2 separate regions of the Gossypium arboreum genome follow, and region 1 is linked to region 2. A link is a contact called in public Hi-C data. All regions are on one chromosome and are shown on one strand. The core of a region is the stretch at or near the end of the contact, and the rest is flanking DNA. Distances in the headings are between cores, read along the strand shown.

What was found. Hi-C and Micro-C count contacts between places; a contact is called where the count stands out from the background.
Region 1: a Hi-C map of leaf shows a contact between it and region 2, with 3 times the contacts expected there. The contact joins the promoter of LOC108472601 here to the enhancer-like site in region 2. A contact is called at or near these places in 2 of 5 Hi-C or Micro-C datasets (both in leaf).

The regions. Positions count from the first base shown.
Region 1 is chr11:122,019,082-122,023,501 of ASM2569848v2, reverse strand. It overlaps LOC108472601, which reads right to left and starts at 1,574. Exons shown (of 9, transcript XR_001869568.2): 1 at 1,192-1,574; 2 at 1,049-1,115; 3 at 922-961; 4 at 632-764; 5 at 348-419; 6 at 156-230; 7 at 1-26.
Region 2 is chr11:121,922,201-121,926,271 of ASM2569848v2, reverse strand. No RefSeq gene overlaps it. Among protein-coding and RNA genes, the nearest start is that of LOC108472750, 5.8 kb to the left of the region's middle. Within about 2 kb of position 1,706, at least 1 of the 2 cell types and tissues checked has an H3K27ac peak or open chromatin away from gene starts, as enhancers often do. A contact at or near this core is called in leaf, where this site is marked.

The DNA of each region.
Region 1 (4,420 bases), core at 325-2,824, 97 kb before region 2:
TGAACTTTGGCTGCATCTGCTTTCTTCTGCAAAGTGAAAAGCAGTACACAACAATTCAAGAAACATCAAATACATCCATCGCTCACCCTGACCGAGTGTGACACATACATTACAAAGCTAATGGATGTAGTAACAACTGAAGGACCAGAACAAACCTGAGATTCATAGTAAAGTCCTGCATATAAAGAAGCATAGAAGTACTGTGGTCCATTGGTGAAAGCAGCAACAAGCTACACAGCAAAATTAATTATTCATTCAGAAACATTAAAGTAAAACCAAACTGCATATTTGGATACATGTTTACATGGACATTACTGCAAGGGAGGGGTGTTCAATTCAATCAATACCTTTTCTGGATCACCTCCATCTTTAAACAAGTTATAAGCTTCCCGCATGACAGGCCGTGGATCTCTTCCAACCTACATTTAGATAGTAACCGGATTAAGACAACTTGTAGTTGTCAGCTCACTTAAAATGCAAAGTTAAAACTGTTCTTCATAAAAAAGAAGAAGCAAACTTGCTCACTTGTGTATTTAAACATTCTCAACTCATTAGAGAGGTCATTCATTATAAGGTGAGCCTATGTTGGCTTACTTACTATCTTGTTAGCCATATCTATTATATCACTTACCTCTAGAAAGCGTTGCCTTGCCTCATCGACTCCATATAATTGAGCTTCACAGAGAAAGCACCATATTGATTCCTCAGTATCATTAGGGTTCTCAGCAACATCTATTCTAAACTGCTCTGCAGCTTCTTCAAACCTAAAGAGAACCAAAACCATAAGTATGAGAATTATCATTGATCTTCTTGCAATAAAACCTAAAGAAAGAACCTAAGCTTAATTGAGTTGTCAATGCCATCAAGCTCAATTACAACTCAATTAACCATCAAAAGATTAAAAGATATAGAACTATTTACCTATCAAGATAGTACAATGATAATCCCCTTTGCCAAAGATCTATAATAAACATTGTAAAAACCACATTACTACAGAAAGGTATTTTTAAAAGACAAATGAAGGGACAATCTTAATTCAGGAACTTACATGCCTTTTGTCGGGGATCTAACTCAATTGCCTTGTCAAACTCCACTACAGAACCTGGCACATCACCCTTTAAAACAAAAAATCATTACAAATCATATACAACAAAAATACCAAACAGAATCAAATGAAAAGATTCAGCTTACCTGCCTAAATAGTAACATTCCACGTCTTATAGCAATTACAGCATCTTTGGGATTGTTATTGCCAGTTAAAGCATCCCAGATTCCAGAAACTGAAGGAAGAATGAAGAACCTCCTGGAGAATGTGAGACTGAGAGATGGGTATTGGAGATTATGGATTCTTGTGGTGAAAGAGAAAGGCTTGGTCTGGGTTTTGAGAGAAAAAAAGGGAGAGAAAGAAGAAGGATGGTGATGAAATGAAGAAGAGGATACAGAAATGGTGAGTTTTAAGTTAAGAGTTAAAGCCATGGATGTTAAAAAGCAAAAGCTTTAAGATTTGGTAGCAAAGAACAAAACTTTCAAGTGGAAAGCAGTGAGTTTTAGCTTAGTGGGTTATAAGGGGATTGACAGATAAGGCGCCAAAGGTAACGGAAGGTTGAAAAATTATTTGCTTTTAGGCTATGGACCAATAGTAGTTAAGATTGTTGGGCTAAACATGAAAAATAAATAAAGCGATTCTGGGCTTCGGCTCAAGAGGTATAGTTAGCATACTTCAACTTTAGTTTTTTTTATTTTATTTTTAATTTTAAGAATTTATTTATTTTAAGTAGGAATGTCAAAATTTGAATCCACCAGTTAATTCTGACTTTAACCCCTTTTAAATGGAGCGGATTTTTGTTTGAAAAGTGGATGCAAGACGGGTAGTGTGGATTCTTTCTTTTGGATAGTGGATGTGGAGAGGTTGTAGTAATTGCTTGTTTTATCCCGACTTATTCTATTATATAAAATTATTATTTTATCATTGTATATATAAACTGTTAAAAGGGTCAAAATGTAATAATAATATAGAAAAAATCATATATTTTATGTTTAAATATTTTTTTTGAAGAATTATGTTTAAATATTTACTTGATTTTAAAAATATTGAAAAAATTAAAGAAAAGTAGCAAAATTAAATTGAAGCGAAGCAGAGCAAGGTAGGGCGGGAATAGATACATCCAACATATATAGAGGTGATAGTGATTTTTAAAATTATATATCCATATTAAAGTGAGGCGGGTGGTGGAGCAGAGTATATCAATTGTGGAGCGATAATAAATTTAACATTATCTATCTTCATTCCACTCCATTATCATCTCTAATTTTAAGAATTTTTAATTTTACTATTAATCAATTGATAACATTAAAAAAATTCCATTAAATTATGTTGCATTTTTAAAGGAAAAAAAAAAGCCTTCACTCTATGAAAGTTGTGTATTACTTTGAACCATTGTGAAAAAATCTTACAATCTCATATTTAAAATCGAAAATTTTATAACTGTAGATATAACAATTTTATTTATTTATTTTAACATTTTAAAAATATCACTTAATCTAATTTAATGAAGTCCACAAGAATGTTATCATATGGAATTCAATTATTAAGTAAAAAATAAAATGGTTAAATTATTGAAATTAAAAATAAAAATTAAATTTCAAAATTGCGAAATTATTTGGAGGTGAAGTTTAAATCTTGACATCTGCTACCTCGGTAACTATTTTATATTTTAAAATTTTGGATGTTTTATTCCCATGCAATATATTCTTTGAAGATGAAGGTATAAGTATTTTATATAGGGTAAATTATAATGGTTAGGTTGATTGAGTTTTAACTTAATTTATATGGGTATTGTTGTTAATATAGGGTGTTGAAGTGCATTATCGTGCTATTTATGAGTTGAGGAGGAGTTATGGACAGTCTTAGGCATCGTATAAAAAATACAATAATTAGGATAAAATTATAAAATTAAATAGATTTAAGTTAAATTATTAATTTTAAAAATATCAAAATAATTACAGAACCATTCTATTTTTTTTATTTAAACATCTAATTCAATTGTGAAAATATCTGAAAGTTTCTAAGTTGATACAATACTTAGAACTACTCTTTACCTTTTCTAACTCTTAACTATGAGGATAATGCGTCTCAACACTGGCGCCAAGTTAATATTTAATCGAACACAAAACCCTCCTATTTAAAAAGTAACAATTATTATAAAGATATTTTTGTATTTTTTATATTTTATATAAAACCTAACAGTTAAAACCCAATGTAAATCCACAATTAATGAATCAATCAAAGCTTTATTTGATTTTAACATAAATTTTTATACAAATATTTTCAATGAAATCATGATTGTGTCTTAGAAACAATCTTCTCTTAGATTATATAAAACCAGCCCAAATTTGAATTGATATTGTGTGGAATTTGTTGTTGATAAAGATGGACCATATGCCTTAAGGACTTACGGCCGACGAAAATGGAACATGTCCCTCAGTTGACATTCAATGTCAAATCATTGGTCCTAAATAAGAACAAGTAAAGGGAACCAACTTGATTAAAAATATTGACGTAGATGCATGTAACATGAACCAGATATATGGGCTAAGATAGTAGTCATCAACCGTCAGCCTCCACTTTAAGGGAATCAACTACGGCACCATAATTTTAGGCCACCAAATATATTTTATTATTTTCTAATTCTTTGGTATATGAAAATCAAAGACAAAGCCAGTTGGTTACTTGCCAGCAGAATAGCTTGCATGAAGGGACCAAGGATGAACTAAAATTGATTTTTGCTTCCAAATTTTTTAGGCTTTGCAGCTTTGTATTATAATGCATATAGCATATGTATCCAATTTCACATATGACACCACTACAAATGTCTTGTAACTAAATCAAGATTATAGCTGTTCAAGGTTGGGTGGCTTGTTCTGCCGACTTGGGCCGATTTGGATAATTTTTGTTGATTCGGTTCGTTTTGGTTCGAATTTAAATTTCATTTTTTAAATTTAATTATTAAAATATATAAAATTTTAAGGTGATGCAAAATTTTTGAAATCAGATTTCAGTCCGGCCTACGAACACTTCTAATTAAGATGTTGTTGGTGAAAGAGTTTATTAAAGGGGTAAAAACTCATCAAACATTAATGATTTTGCAATGGTATTCATACATTAAGTAAATACATTAAATTAGAAAATTCTAAGATAAAAGATAAAAAAGATAAAAAAATCAAAGTGAAAGAGTGTAGTGTAACAACCCGTTTTTAGGTAAATTGGAATAGTAGTTTCGGGACTGCAAATTCGAGTCCGTAAGAAAAATTATTTTAAAATTTTTATTGGTCTATCGTATGATAGGAATATCGTATAAAAATCACGTTAAGAAAATTTTACCGATTTCATATTTAATTAAATGGAAAAGACCAAATTGCA
Region 2 (4,071 bases), core at 457-2,956:
TGAGTGGTGGTTTAAATATGGTGATGATGTTGAGGGGTAGTGACGGAGAGTGTGAGGCTTAGTTACTAGTAAGGGTGAAGGGTTAGTGAGTGGTGGTGAGAGAGATGAAGAGTGTATGTAGTGAACAGTGGTGGGTGGTTGTGGCTGAGTTACTTGAGGAAGAGGGTGTTTGTGATCCAGAGAAAGGAAAGAATAAGAAAAAAAAAAAAAAGGAAATATAGAAAGTGAAATAAAAGAATAAAAAAAAGTTTTAAAAAACTTTAAATTATGCGGTGTTGATATGAAAGTCATGTTAGTATTTAATAATATAATTTGTACAATATCAAACTTTCATAATTTGTTAATAATTATTAACGGATTATTAATTAAATTTTATTAAATAATAATATTTTTGATCAAATTATAACAATTAACTTCAGCGTCCAAAACATAAATTAAACAGAAATATAAAACTATTTTTGTAATTTATCGATAAAAAAATATCACAATAATTTATAACAATTTTCTTATTGGCATGTTTTGTCCCATTCAACTTCCTCGATTGTGAATGTTAAATTTTGAATAAATGACTATTGTAGCTTACTCTAATACTATTTATTAATTATTATAAATAATTTTTGAATGATAATAATAGCATTCATAGATATTTAAAAGTACATTGGTAAAATTATCGATTAGATTTTAGTTCAATTGACATTAGTTAATTATGCAGGAAGACATGAATTCAAACGCTGAAGCGTATTTATTCTCCTATTAAAAAATTAGAGAAAACTATGAGTAATTGTAGGCATCTTATATGTATAAAAAAGTACATTAGTAAATCAAATGGTGAACTGGCGCCTCTTCAACTCAAAAAGTTGCTCCGTCAGTATCTGACACCACTCCAGGCTAGCAAATGGGCAATTGTATTCACTCCTCGTCGAATGAGAGTGACCTTACAATGTAAGAAAGTTCATAGGTGAAAATCCCAAATTATCAGCAAATTAAAGGAAATAGCTTGGATCGCCGCCGTAGCTTCAGCCGTGAACGCATTCAAAATGTGCCGATTAGCTTGTCTACTAGAAGTAAGAGCCATCCCATCAACCAGTGAAAATTTACCATTTTAGGGGAGTCATGCCCTGTTCTTTTAGTAGCTTCGCCACTGCAATTAACATACCTGATTATAATTCCAGACCAGGACATCTTGCGGTGATCGTCAATAGCCGCATCAAAATTTACTTTAACAGCCGGCGTGATTGGATCCCTCCTTCGTTCTTGTGTAGTTTTGAAATCAGGTACCATATCCCACTTCATCATCCCAATCTCTTTATCGTACGCGTAGATAAATTTAACAAGGTCCTTTTCTGTTTGAGCAAGTCCCTCATGATAATATTTATTTCTTACAGCTTCCAAAAACCCAATTTAAGAATTACAGGTTTTAAAAACCGTCACTCCACACGATCATACGCCTTGCTTATATCCAACTTGAGGGCAAAAGAACCTTGTCGACCAACACGGTGCTTCTTAAAAGTGTCCAAGATCTCTAAGCAATAAAAACATTGTCCGAAATTAACCTGAAAGCCACAAATAACTTAAACAAAACATGATTTGGATTTAAAAATGCGAGCTTAGGACTTAATATAGTTTTCTAAACATATAGCTTTCAATTGTGAGCTTTCCTAATCAAGACAGATATTATATGGGTTATGCCAGTTGCTGAAAGCAACTCCTCTCACAATAATCAGCCACAACGGCCTAATGCTTGTCCCTTCCAGCAATGGTCCCCTAGAAATATCAAGTGAAGATGAAGAATGACGATGTGTGACTGAGTTGTGTACGACATTTGGTGTCTCGCCCCTCCTCCCACCCGATTTATAGCTAGGAAATCTGGGCTTATTGAGCAACATTTTCCAGGTTTTGTTTCATCTTTGTTAAATGGATGTGAAGAAGCTCACAGCCATCTCAGAAAGCCCAAAAATAAAAACAAAAGAAGAGAGAAGAGAAAAATAAAAATAAAGTGTTTTGGCTAATTATAAAGAGATCTCTAACTTTAATTAAAAGTAAAAAAAAATATCACATATTAGTCACTCAATGAACAAATATGTCACATCAGCAATTTGTTAGTGGATTAACAGAATTTTTAATGACTAATTCGAATAATTATCTTAATTAGAGTAGCTAAAGTATAAGAAAAAAAAATTTAGAGTGACTAAAATAAGATAAATGGAATTCCCTCTTATACATCTTCAAACTAATCGCCTTAACCAAAATTTATAAATACTGTATTTAATAAGTTCGGTATCACATAATTTACCATGCTAAAAATATATGAAACATTTTTGCTTTATTTTAATTAAACCCTTTATATATGTGCATCAAACATGTAAATATTTAGTGTCTAATTTTAACTATGCCAAATTAAATTAATTATATGAACATCACTATTTGTAGGATACTGTAATGTTAACAGTAATATTAAAACACTTGTAATATTACAAACAATTAGCAATGTACTTCTCTTACCTAAGTTGCAAAAAGTCATGGTTCGACATAACCCATTTTATGATAGTGTTAGTATGTAATCTATCCTTTTGTTTGTGACGTTTAGATTGTACACAAGTAATGGAACAATCACACTTGTAGAATTCGAACTTTAAATTCTTAAATCTTGAAGAAACTAAGATATACAAATGAGTCGAAAATCTCATATGAACTCATTTAAGTATGGCCATACATACATTTCTAGTCTAATTCTATCATGGACCCAAAATATCACCACTATTATATATGAAAGATAAATCTTAGTTTGATCATTCATATCTCACTATATTATTATATATGTATGAGATCATGTAGCACTTCAATACGTACATTGAAATGTAAGTTGAAGCACTTTTGTGTGTGCATTGAAGTGTAAGCTAGAGCCCTTCGATATGTATATTGAAGTATAAGATGGATCACTTCAATGCGTATATTAGAGAGTAGGTTGGACATATTCTGATATCCAGCTGTATGATTTCATCGTAGTGTACTATGAGCTGCGTATAAACGATTTGATATGCAATATTTTATTTGATAAATTGCATGATGGCTATAATTAAAATTGTAAAAGGAATGTTGATATATATATATATATATATACAGAGGAATATCTTGTTGAGTTTAAGAATCAAAGTTTTATCAAAGATAAGAATTAAGGGACTGGTATAATAGCTTCTAATATCCAATGAGTATACAAGATTTGGTAAACAGTATGAAAAGGAATTACTAAGATTGAATAACTCAAGAAGTAATGTAAGGAGCTTAATCATGATCGAATGTAAAAAAGATATGATATATGGTAATTTTTAAGTATCAAGAAAAGACTATAATAATTAATAAATTTGTCCGCAGAGGGGACCGTGAGCCCTGTAAAGGATTCCTGCTCATGATTGACAAGTGCGAGGTTCATTGAGGGAATCAAACCGAGAATAAGAAAGGACCGCGTGCTCTGCAAGCAAGCATCTAATAAGCCGAGGGATGCTCAGAAAATGTCAATACCATTGGCCCACAGGCCAAGACAAAACAGTGAACCCTATTATGAGTTATAATGGTAGAAGTAGGAACATGTATAAATATCCTTTGTATTTCCCTTAATACGATACAAAAAAACAATACTCAACAAAATCCGATACATATTAATGTCTAAAGAGATGATTAAATGATAAAATGGTCTTAATTTATAAAATAATTTATCTTAGATATCAAGAGAGTATGTGTATACTTAAATTAATTAAATATGCATCTCGATAATATTGAATTGATTTAAGCACCACTAAGCATAGAGGTATACTTAGTGAGTAGAATTTTAAGTTTCCTGGTGCATACTTTAATTAATTTAAGATAAGAAATATCAAGCTGCATTAGACACCGAATTACCTTGGTCATTGATATTGACTGACTTCATCTTATTTGGCTTGTGTTTATATTGTGGTCTCATTCATGACTTGTACATTGGTTCACTTATATGCCAGGCTTTGTGGTTATGCTACAAATTAGAGTTGTTGATGCCCTTCGAATTTACGAGGATTTAAAATGGAAAAAGAAAACATA